Linked DNA regions of Rattus norvegicus: region 2 is linked to region 1. The links are chromatin contacts, called in public Hi-C maps. All regions are on one chromosome and are shown on one strand. The core of a region is the stretch at or near the end of the contact, and the rest is flanking DNA. Distances in the headings are between cores, read along the strand shown. Region 1 overlaps Sumf1 (sulfatase modifying factor 1). Region 2 has its middle 50 kb from the start of Bhlhe40.

Region 1 (6,217 bases), core at 1,079-3,578:
ACAAACTGTAGTGTGCTTCCTTTCTTAGCAAGAGTCTAGACTCCTGGTGCGAAGGGTACCATCCATCTCATATCTTCTTTCCTACCCCCAATACACAGCCTACTCATACACACACACACACACACACACACACACACACACACACACACACACACACACACAAATTCGGGACATGTATCTGTGGCCCTGGACTATTTGACACAGCATTTTGAAAGCTGCCAGATTCCAAAATAAGCATGCATGGAGCTCTTGTGAGGTTCATTCTCCAATCCAAAATAGCATGAAATACAAACAAACTAGTCATTCTGGGAACCATGAGCATAAGTCAGGAGTTGGCCATTGAGCCCATTGCTACCAGCTGGTAAAAGACACTTCAAAAAGAATTATGTAGAAGAAGTTAGGAACTCACACAGAAGAGATAATTTGTGGGAAGGGAAAAAAATAGGTCAGCATACAAGACACTTTTTTATTCCTATTATTTCTTTTCTCTCACAAAAAGCCAGATGCTTCTAATCTCCTTAAAAATTATCTGTGAGGCTGACATGGAAATTCTCTGGTGCATTTTCCCCATTTTAAAAAAGAGGAAGACATAATGTGCTATCTTCTATAGATAACAAAACAATAGCAACCAATTTTCCTCGTGGGGAGTGAGGAACAGAATGTATCACCAACACTCAGGAAGACAGACAGAAGATGAATTCTGAGTGTGCTTGAAACACAGAGGTGATGCCTCTGCATCTGTGTGATTGGCATGAACAGAAGCTTTCAAATGTCTGGCAAGAAGTGTGTGAGGAGACACAGCAGAATCATCAAACAGGCACTAGACTGCTGAGAAATGACAGAACGCTGATATTTCTAGATCAAACTCTGATAACTCAGAGCCTCTATGAAAGCTACACACATTCAGTGACTTCCACCTCAGCAAAGGTCAAGCTCAGGGCCAGGCACACTGAAGACTCGGCAGTCTGATCCCATGAAGGAGCTATACAGGATGAAAACGGCCAAGCATTTCCTTCCCTAACTGCAGACGCCAGGAGAACATGGCCCAGGTCTAGGCGTGGTCCTGGCCTGGCTTGTTGCAGGCCACAGGCAGATGTGAATACAATGAATACGCAACAAAAACGTACGAAGGGCCTTGAGCTGAGCTACTCATTTGGGTCTCTTGCAGAATGTCACTGTCTCTAGGAAGGCCTAAGTGACACATCCGTGCTTATGGTAATGGTTCTCAGAATGCACTTGTGATGATTAATGCCATCAATTTAATAGAACCTAGAATCACCAGAGAATAATATTTGCCCAGGCCTGTGAGGGATTATTTTGATGAGGTTAATTAATGTGGGAAGACCCAACCTAAATATAGGCAACATCATTCCCTCTGTTACAGTTCTAGACTATGGAAAAAGATGAAAGCTACTGAACACCAGGAATCGTCCCTCTGTTTCTTGACTGTGGACACAATGTGACCAGCTACCTCAAGCTATAAGCACTATGACTTCCATGTCATGATAGACTACCGTGACACTGTTAGCCAAAATAAACCTTTTCTTCCATAAGTTGCTTTTAAATTGTTTATTCTGTTTGTGTGCTGCATACTCCAGTGATCCAGTAACAGTCACCAGTCCTGCAATGTACTTCCTCCCACCCACCGAGTCTTCTCACTGGCACTTAGATTGCCTTAGTCAAGATATTTAATCACAGCAACAAGAGTAGTAACTAATGCACAGTGGATGGACAGACAGTCAGACAGACAGAAGTGGCTGTTCAGATACACATCCTAGGCTATCCACGCAGACATCCAAACATGCTGCTTTCATGGTTTTCACGTGGTCCTCAAGGTACATGTCTAACAAGCTTTCAGTCGCTGCTTAAGCCCTGGGGTGCGCTTTGAATAGCAGCAGCTTATGAAGCAGGCAGATGAGGTGGCTAAAGAGTGGTTTCAGAAGCACAAAAAAAAAAGCAAAAAGTGGGCAGAACAGCAGCCAGACTACACAGAGCCTGACACAGCAAGGTTAGACTAAATACATGAGAGCGCAGCGCACCAGCGCAATCTCAGACATGAGGGGTGCAGTCAGAGCAGACAGACAAGGAACCTGTTATCAGAGAGCTGGCATTCAAAGAGGGCAGTCAGACAGCAAACAGACTGAAGCATTCAACGCTGCTCCCAGCAGTGGTCAGCTCTGAAGACAGGAAAAGTGGGGAGACATGACCGGAAGCAATAGAGGCTGCTTTTTAGAGGGGATTTTGGAAAAGACTCTCTGAGAGAGAGCTGAGATGCCCAAAGAACTGGAAAACCGGAATTCCAGAGAAAATTAGCCAATGATGATTAATGTAAAAAGCATGCTATGTGCGCAGATAAATAAACAGAATCACTATGTCCACATTCTGAAGACTCAATACAAGTGAAAACTGTGATAAGCATTTTGCTAATTTTTTGACCAGCAAAGAAAAAAATCCCAATCTCAGTGGCTACTTAACCTTAGGCAGAGCCTTCCAGAATCTGTCCTCACTGATAAAATAAAGCCATTCGAACGTACACTCATCGTGGCTTGGAGACCGAGTGCCTCGTTAGACACGTGCCTAGTGTGAGAAAGCAATCCCCAGCACCAAAAAAATGAAAACTGACCAGAACAGAGCCCTGCGTAAGAGACAAACAAAGCAAGCCCTGGAGAGAGCACTGCTAATGCTTTGCTTTGGGGACACACACCCTGTCACTGACCCTCGGCTTGGCTGACCTTGTCCTCATGGAAACAAGAGCAGCACTGCCCAGCTTAGATCAGGCCTCTGAGATTCTGGGTTGTTCGGGTTGGGGAGTGGGGATGACACCTCTTCCAGCCTCCAGCTGTGGGTGCACTTGTGCCACCGGGATGGGAAGGAACGGGTTACGTGCCACATAAACCAGCAAGCTGAAGGGCAGATCTGGGGATAAGGCACAGGACTGCAGCTCTCCTTGGATGGATTAGTCTATATGCTACAAAAACCAGGCTGCAACAGCTCTGATGAACTTTTAATGCCTGCTCAGAGCAGTGTTGAAAAGGATTCCAAATCAATGACATAAAAGACTAGAAAAAGATTGGTGGTAGACAAAATTGTTATCATGACTATAATTGAAAACCTTGAGAATAATACAAAATAATTCAATTTTGAAAATATAGATATTAAATAAAACTCACAGCAGAATACCATCTAATAGTTTTCTCTAAGACATAAGATATCTGATTTTCATTGCCACCTTTCTCATTTTATTTCTTTTCTAAATTTTATGCAATGAAATTGTTTTGTTTGTATACGAAACACTTTCAAAACAGTCAGCAACCACATTTACTACTGGGTCACAGCAGTTCTCGAGGCTTCCATGAACCAAACAACTATGAACATCTGAATCCAAAAGAGAAAGCCTCCTCGTGCATGTGGTGAGGGGAGGGGGACATCACTTGGCTGTAGAGCACTTCCCCAGTGTGTGCAGTCCATGGTTCTGATCCTTAAACACATGCACACACGCACACGAGTATGGAGAGCTCAGGCCCAGCACTTGCAAAGAGTCAATTCATACTACTATCATTCTACTTACACACATCCATTCACTCAGAAAATACGTATTAATAAGTAGTTCTCCTAAACTTCAGTAACGGCTCACTAATGAGACACAGTTAAAGAGCAAATGTCCTGGTTATGAATGTTCCGGTTCTTTATATTTTCCTACCTCTATTTTCAGCATCAAGAGTGGTTCTTAAAGGAAGTTAGGTCTTTGGGTGGCTGGAAAATGGGTCATTCTATTAATTAAGAACAGAGGTAGTAGGAGGGACCTGTTTCAGCCTGATTTCATCAAAATGGCTAATTACTTTGTAAAAGTTCTCAGTTTCTGTGCTAAGGATGTGCTCTTGGCTCAGGAAACAATCCATTTCAGATAATGGCCTACAACCCTGGAGGCCTTCAACTCAAGTGGGACAGAAATATGGTTTTTGAGAGTAAAAGTTTTCTCAGACAAAGGCTATTTTTAAGGCAACTGTATCTCCCACTGAATCATTCTAGGGAAAGCTGTGCCAGAACCCAGGACTTACCATTGCTCTTTCAAACGGCACTAGACCAATGCCTTTGTCATCCTGGTAGAATGGTAGCACTGATGTGGGTATGGAATGAAGACCCCACATTGGAATGTTAGGTATCAATCTAACAACACCGAGAACCAAAGTCTGTATTTGAGTACTTATTATGTGAACTGCTCCATCAACTTAACATATACTGACTCTGTGCATTCTTCCAATAACCCTACAAGAAAGATATAAATAGCATGGACATTACACACGTGAGAAAAAACTGAGGCTGAGAGATGTTAATAGTGTGCCTTAGGCCATTCTGTGTAAGCAGCAGATCAGGGAATGATAGACTATATTCTTAACCGGTTGCTGTGCTACCTCAGAGCCTCTCTTTCTGTGTCCTTATCTTCTTCCTGAAGCTGTAACTTAGACTGTTAAAAATTGTGAATGAGGGGCCTAGAGAGATGGCTCAGCAGTTAAGAGCACTTACTCCCAGAGGACACAGGTTTGATTCCAAGAACCCACATAGTGGCTCACAACTACTAGTAACTCTAGTCTAAGGGAGTTCCGTGATCTCTTCTAGCCTCCACCAGCACTGAGAATACAAGTGGTATGCAGACATACATTCAGGCACAACACCCATACCACACACACACACACACACACACACACACACACACACACACACACACATGATTTTCTTAATTAATCTTGTTTTAAAAACTAGACATGATTATAGGAGTTTACTTAAACAACGCAAAGTGACCTTGGTTTATGTGGCTCAGTGGTTAAGGACACTAGGTGCTTTTCTAAGAGACCTGAATTCAATTCCCAGAACCCACATGGTAGCTCATAACTCTCTATAACTCTGAGGGTGTTCGACACACAAGTTGTGCAAAGACATAAATGCTGATAAATTACTCATACATACAAAATAAAAATGAATATTTTAAAAATTAACATTTTTTATATTTTAAAAATTAATTATAACATTCTTTCTTTTTATTTATTTCTGGAATTGCCATTTTTCTCTGGAAAATTCTAATTCCATACGGTTTTGTCATCCTGTTGTTCACAGATGTATTCTACAGGTTGACTCGGAAAAGTTAATCATTAACTTGACTCTACATCAGCCATTCATTTTAAAACAGTCATAGATTACAAGTCTAAGGAGAGAAAAATGAAGTCAGATAAACACCTTAATCCAACAAAGACAAAGATTAAAAAAGAACAAAGAACAGATAAGGCAAAGGAAAAAACCAAAATCTTAAGATACCCAATTCAAACCCAATAATATTAATAGTTTCATTAAATATAATTGGTTTCAATAATGAATGAAAACAAAGAGATTGAAATAATAAATTTAAAAATTCATATAAAAGATTTGATTCCTTAAAGACAGAATTCTCAGCGTGTACTCAGTAGAGACGGATAATGTACAATGCCAAATGTCTATTAAAGAAGAAAGTTGTGTTTCGATTTGGTTTCAGTGTATTCCTTTAGGTCATGAGAGGGGGAAGGCCTACCTGATGCTGACTAGAGCTAAGGACTCTGGGGGAGAAGAGTAGGATTCCATAAAGTCATTTGGGTCAAGTCACTATGTTTGACTCTTATTGACTTTATAGGAAGAGGAAGAATCATAATGAATGTGCACACACGAAATAAAACACACACACACACACACACACACACACACACACACACACACACACACACCATCACTTCCCATGTGATGCCTTAGAAACTTTCTGGGCCCAGCATGAATATAAGCACCATATGATGCTCCTTAACTTTGGATCCCTAAAAACATAAGCCAAAGTAAGCCTCTTTTCTTGAAAAATTTAATCGTTTTTGGGTTTTCATTATAGTAATGAAAAAAGGGCTAAATGCACAAGTCTAGGTCCAAATGCCTTTAAGAGGGAATTCTACCAAGCATTTCAGAAAGAAATGGTATTAATTTTACATGAACTCTTCTTAAAAATTGATTAAAAAAAAAAACCTTGAGAGGCTGGAGAGATGGCTCAGCGGTTAAGAGCACTGACTGCTCTTCCAGAGGTCCTGAGTTCAATTCCCAGCAACCACATGGTGGCTCACAACCAGGTGCATCTGAAAACAGCTACAGTGTACTCATATAAATAAAATAAATAAATCTTTAAGAAAAAAACCTTGATTCAAGACTACTT
Region 2 (6,217 bases), core at 1,413-3,912, 580 kb after region 1:
GTACAGACTGCTCTTCCAGAGGTCCACAGTTCAATTCTCAGCAACCACATGGTGGCTCACAACCATCTGTATGGAATCTGATGCCCTCTCTGGTGTACATGAAGACAGCTGCAACGGACCCTCTTCTGGTGTGTCTGAAGGCAGCTACAATGTATTCAAATAGTAAATAAACAAACCATAAAAAAGTAAAAGAGCCTCTACTCTGAATCTTTATCTATCCATATATGTGTTGCAGGTCCATTCTTTGAGTCTGCTTCACCTGGAACACCATCTTCAAGTTGCCTTCTTGTGGGAGCTTGTCTCTGCACCTAATCCCCTTCAAGGCTGACTAATATTCCAACATCCAAACACATCTCATCTTATTTATCAAATCACCTGTTGGTTTGTTTCCTTGTGGCTATTGTAGGTGGTTTCCTTCCGAGTGCTTGTTTTTCGAGGCAGAACCTTACTGGAAGCCCAGGTTACATGGCAGCCTGTACCTCCAGGCTGCTGGGTTTTCTAGGATTGGGTCATCACAGCAGCTTTGAGTCTTTTATGAAAGACATTGCTATCACTAGTAGGTGGAAAATCTTCTCTGTATAAACCTCTTGGAGTTCACATAGAAATCGGGACCAAGAGGAACGATTCTGAATACTTCTCAAGGGTACACAGCAAAGAAGCAGGTACCCTTAGATTCTAGGCAGGAAAGTGCTTTCCAAATTCTGAAGACTCAACTAGGCTGGGCAACATTGTAGGCACCTGCTTGCCAGCTTAGCTCTTTACAGATAGAGAAAAAAATGAATGCAACTATTTAAATAACAGTACGCTGTAGGCCAGTGAGGTGGCTCAGCAGGTAACCTGAATTTGATCCCTAGAACCCACTGTGGAAGGAGAGTCAGCTCCTCAAGCTCTCAGATCTCCATGAGTGCATCATGGCCCATGAAGACAAAAACACCTACACACACAGACACCCATGCACAGAGACATGGACACACAGACACATATGCATGCACACACACATAATCAATAAAACGAAATACAAAATTGAAAACTATAGTACTCTTTGGTGGAAATGACTCAAACGAAAGCACTTGTCTAGGGGTGATTTGTAGACAATGTACTCTGTTCCCCCACAAAGCAGAAGCCAGTGTACTAAACCCCCAGTACAGACCAAGATGGCACTCTGTTAGCTATTAAGCATTCATTCGTCCCTAGCTATTGGGCATGAACAAATTATTTCATCTCCCTGTGCCTCGGTTTCCTTATGTGCAGGTTGAGTATTAATAGTGACTTAAATAAACTCACGGTGTGCCTAGGGAACGGTAGCCATCCAGTCAATGTCAGTTGTGTTTATAAGCTATAGCTTATTTTTGTATCTTAAAACACGTTTTAGTTAGGGTTATTTTTCCAACCCTGAGGTGGTTCACAGACTCCTGATCCAGACGCAAGTTTTCCTCGTGATTGGGGGTTAACAATCTCACATTATCAACCCATAATTAGAGATTCGATGCTTAGTGTCACGCAGTCACAGTGGAGCATCAGAGGAAAAATCACGCGTGCCGCATTAGCGGCTGTTCCGATAGGTGTCCGGTAATGGTTAGAGAGCATGAGTTGACCTGACTTCCTAGGAGATCGCCCACAAATTGGATAGTTCCCCAGAAAAGGCGATAACAGCACTTGAGTCATGTTGAAGACCAAAGGAGGTCTTTGTTTTTACCCGGGTAACTTTGCAAGCGTTTCTATTCAGACTGGCTTCCCTCCTTGCCTGGCACACCCTGAGTGCTTAACTAACGTTTACCAAAGTGAATTAATTCTAACACTGCTTCAAGGATGAGATCAGGGAATCTTAATAGTCCTAAGAAAATTAGGGAAAGAAGCTGATAAGAGGAGAAGCAGGAAGAAGAGGAGGGGAAAGAGGGGGAGGAGGAAGAAACTTTTGCTAGCCACGTGCTTTCAAGGCTTTTTTTCTGGGTTGTAATGCGCTCAGGCTAAGACGCCTCCAGTTTTGAAATCGCAACACAGAAATTGGTTCTCCCATCCCTCCCTGGGGCAAATTCAGAGACCTGTAGCTGCTGTTTTCCTTGACCCAGCACCCCACACAGTCAGTGTTTTCCTGAGTTGGCCATGCCCGGGTCATTTCTTGTGGGCGAGTTGGCTTCTCCAGGGCTGTCAGGATGCTGTTCGTCTCCATGACAACAAAGTGTGCGAATGAGGAGATGCAGCATACTGAGTGGTGTCATCCTAAGAAACCAACCCCCAACACTCCCACACTTCTGGGGCTCTGGCCGCAGGAAGTGGAATTCTTCTGGGAAAGAGGCTGACGTCGCTGGTGGCCAGGCCCCTGTCCCAGCCCAGGCTTGCGCTGATGCAAGCGCCGCCCGCCAGTGGCAGGCAATCCCCAAGGACCTGGCGCAGCACTATGTCTTGTTCCTTTCCGGTCACCCCGCCCAGTTTTCTCTTTGGAGTAAATAGCTTCTGGGTGGTTTCTCACCCAAAGTCCCAGTGCAGGTGGGGACAATGTGTCTGTCCTCAAACCAAATCTCTGCGACTTTTCCCAGATTGGGATAGGAGGAATTTGAACATCCCAGACTGGCCAGTATTGGGTCAATATGGAAGGCGCCCAGAGCTCATTCTCTCACTGGGACCGCCCAGGTGGCCTGGGATACCAGTGTCAGCCGGTGCCAAGGAAACCGCCCCAATCACGAGGGATCCTTGTGTCTGGATCAGGACTCTGTGAACCGCCTCAGGGTTAGAAGTGGTCCAGCCATGGCCGGTCTCCATCGCCCTCTTCTGGGCAAAAGGATAATCGCTCTAAAATTCTGTCTGAGACCTCCTAGACCTTGAGAGAGGGTTAGGAGAGTTGGGAGGGCTCCAACGCTACAGATCATCTCCCCAGTAAAACAGATCAGGAAATGGAGGCTCAGAGAGGACAAAGACGCGTCTAAGTCTCTCAGCCACTCTAGGAGTTAGTCAGGACCAGAATTTGCATGTATGTTTTCACCACACAATCTGTTTTTGCTGTTTTAAGATTTTAAGACAGGGTCTATCTTTGTACTGGGGGGGTGGGGGAGGGGGAGAGAGACAGAGACAGAGACAGAGACAGAGAGAGAGAGAGAGAGACAGAGAGAGACAGAGACACAGAGACACAGAGACAAAGACACAGAGATAAAGACACAGAGACAGAGACAGAGACAGAGACACAGAGGGAGAACTGGTGTGAAAGGTCAGAGAACAATTTGCTAGAGTCAGGTCTTTCCTTCCACCATGTTTGTTTTAGGAATTGACCTCAGGTCAACAGGCTTGGTGTCAAGGCTCTTTCCCGGTAAAGCCATCTCCTATTTCATGTTCTAGAATTATAGCCATGGATTCTGAAACACCTAGATTATTACTTTTAAGTGAATTATGGTGGTGGTGGTGGTGGTGGTGGTGGTGGTGGTGGTGTGTGTGTGTGAGAGAGAGAGAGAGAGAGAGAGAGAGAGAGAGAGAGAGAGAGAGAGATTCCCTGCAACATGGTAGCTGTGCAGGCCAAAAGAGGGCATCAGATACCCTGAAGGTACTGACCTTGTGAGAGAGCATGTGGGTGCTGGGAACCCAACCCAGGACCTGGACAAGAGTCATAAAAGTGCTCTTAACCAATGAGCTATTTCTCCTGCCCCAAATTATAGATATATTTTTTTTAAAACTTTAGCAGTTTTAATTTCTACTACGGTAAATACTGCTAAGATGTAACATACTCAATGAAGTTTATTGGGGCACTCAAGTATTTAGAGCAGAAATGGGTCTTGATCCAAAGCTTCTAGAACACCTGTGGTATCAGGTGGCCTCCTCTCTCTCAGTGATACCGCCCTCTTTTACCCACTCTTGCTTTCACTAAAGATATAGTTTTATGTTGAATGCGTTTAGTACCTTATGTAAAAGCAGATTTGGGTTCTATTGGACTGAGGTGGGGCTGAAACTCTATATTTCTAACAAGTTTCCAAAGAGCTACTGATCTAGAACCCACATTTTGAGAACTGAGCCTCTAGACTTTGGTCTAGATGCTAAAATTAATATCTGTGTCTGTTCCGTGTTAGCAATGGGAAGGTTTCCATAATTGGGCTGGGAGTGGAGCGGAGAGAGAGGAGAGAGGAGAGAGGAGAGAGGAGAGAGGAGAGAGGAGAGAGAGAGAGAGAGAGAGAGAGAGAGAGAGAGAGAAAGGAAAATGGTATAAAGCCTTAAGAGGAAGTAGGAACCATGTGCTGAATGACAGGAGACATTAAACTTACTCAGTCACAGTTCTATACACAGCTAGAATCTTTCCCAGATCTTAAAGCACATGCTCAGTAGTTGGAAGGTGGGAATTTCAGATGCCCAATGCAAAAAAAAAAAAAATTCTAAAAAGGACAACGCAGTTTGTGCAGAGGCTGCAACTGTGGCTCGGATCCTGAACACCTGCTTGGAACATATGAAGTCCTGGGTTCCCTCCCCAGCACTTTAAAAACAACCCAAAACTTCCTAAGCGGTGGTTTGTGGGGGATTTCTCAATATATCATGTAACTTTTTTGTTTTCCAGTGAGGTGGAAAATATTTTAAAACCAAACTGTAACTGCTTCTGCTATCTAAATTGGGGTGTTAATAAAATTTACATCGGCGGAAAAATGAAGCACTACTCTGGGTCTTTCTGCTTACAGAGTGGAAGAAAGAAGACCAGGTGGTTTGGCTTCCAAGGAAGGGACCACAAATCCAGATGTTTCCAGGCATTGAGGAGGCTTGGACCAATCAGAGAGGCTGGTGGGTTCTGTTGAGAAGATCCTCTTTTCTGTCACGGAGACAACCACCACTCAACTTTCCCCTGTGTCGGACCCCATGTTGTTGAATCTTCCAGTTTTGGAGTGTGTGTGTATGTGTGTGTGGCGTAAACTAGAGGGTATCATTGTGTGTGTGTGTGTGTGTGTGTGTGTGTGTGTGTGTGTGTGTAAGCCAGAGGGTGTCATTGTTCAGGCACCAATCTACCTCGTTTATTTGATCAAGTCTCTCACTGAACACCTGGGGCTCAAAACAGGCCAAGCTGGCTGACCAGCAGTCCCCCAGGAGCCTTCCTGTCTCCTGAGCACTGGGATGACAAGGACATTCACCTGCACCTGGCTTTTTATGTGGGTTCTGGGGTTTGAACTCAGGTCTTCATGCACGCATGGGAAACACTTTACACAGTGAGCTCTCTTCCCTGTTTCACAGCATCTCATTTCTTGAGAGGAGCCTGAAACCAAGATATGAACTGAAGTAATTTATTCAGTGTTTAAACTTACTATTTATTTATTTAAAGATAGAATTTCACTATGTAACCTGGTTTGACATGAAAATCACTACATAGACCAGGCTGGTCTCAAAAACCACAGAGACAGGCTTCCCTCTACCGTCTGAGTGCTAGGATTAAAGCCTGGGTAATGTTACTTATTTATTTGTTTGTTTGTTTGTTTGAGACAGTGTTTTGCCTTGTAGTGATACTGTGTTGCCAGTGCATACACTGGCACCATGACCACTCCATGGTATGATTAAGGGGAAGGTTCTTTTATTCTGTTTTGGTTTTTTGGTTTTATGAGACAGGGTTTTTCTGTGTAGCATTGCCAGTCCTGGAACTCACTCTGTAGACCAGGCTAGTCATAAACACACAGAGATCTACCCACCTCTCCCTCCTGAGTGCTGGGATTAAAGCTGGGTGCCACCACTGCTGGACAAGAGGATGGTTCTTACTGAAAATATGAGGGTGAGACCTGCCAGAGGGATCTGGAAGAGCCTAGAGCAGAGAAAGTGATAGAGACAGCAGCAGGATGGATATGGCTATGAGAGAGGCACAGAGAGAGAGAGAGAGAGAGAGAGAGAGAGAGAGAGAGAGAGAGAGAGAGGCAGACACAGAGACACAGAGACACAGAGACACAGAGAGAGGAAGACAAGGAGAAAGCAGGCAAAAGAAAGAGCAGGGCCAACATAGAAGGGTTATAAGGAAAATGAGCAGCTCGGGGAAGGGAAGCCCATGGGCTGGGGAAGTTTATGGTAGCAGAACCTGAGGAGAGCTGAGAAGAGGCAGGACGCCATCAGGGATGTTGAAATGTGTAACAGGTACTTGTGATACTGAGGAAACCTGGAGGACAGCATGTGCTTTGGCATGGCATTCGGTAGCCATTTGAACCTCTGCCAGTGATAAGAGAAATAATCCCTTTTGGTAGAGGGGAACCAGCTTCACAAGGTCTTAGGGAATTAA

What was found. Hi-C and Micro-C count contacts between places; a contact is called where the count stands out from the background.
Region 2: a Hi-C map of Schwann cells shows a contact between it and region 1, with 5 times the contacts expected there. The contact joins two enhancer-like sites. A contact is called at or near these places in 3 of 12 Hi-C or Micro-C datasets (Schwann cells, frontal cortex and liver).

The regions. Positions count from the first base shown.
Region 1 is chr4:142,637,108-142,643,324 of GRCr8, forward strand. The region is part of intron 8 of Sumf1 (sulfatase modifying factor 1); the gene reads right to left. Among named protein-coding and RNA genes, the nearest start is that of Setmar, 38 kb to the left of the region's middle. Within about 2 kb of position 2,329, at least 13 of the 93 cell types and tissues checked have an H3K27ac peak or open chromatin away from gene starts, as enhancers often do. A contact at or near this core is called in Schwann cells, where this site is marked.
Region 2 is chr4:143,221,744-143,227,960 of GRCr8, forward strand. No RefSeq gene overlaps it. Among named protein-coding and RNA genes, the nearest start is that of Bhlhe40, 50 kb to the left of the region's middle. Within about 2 kb of position 2,663, at least 84 of the 93 cell types and tissues checked have an H3K27ac peak or open chromatin away from gene starts, as enhancers often do. A contact at or near this core is called in Schwann cells, where this site is marked.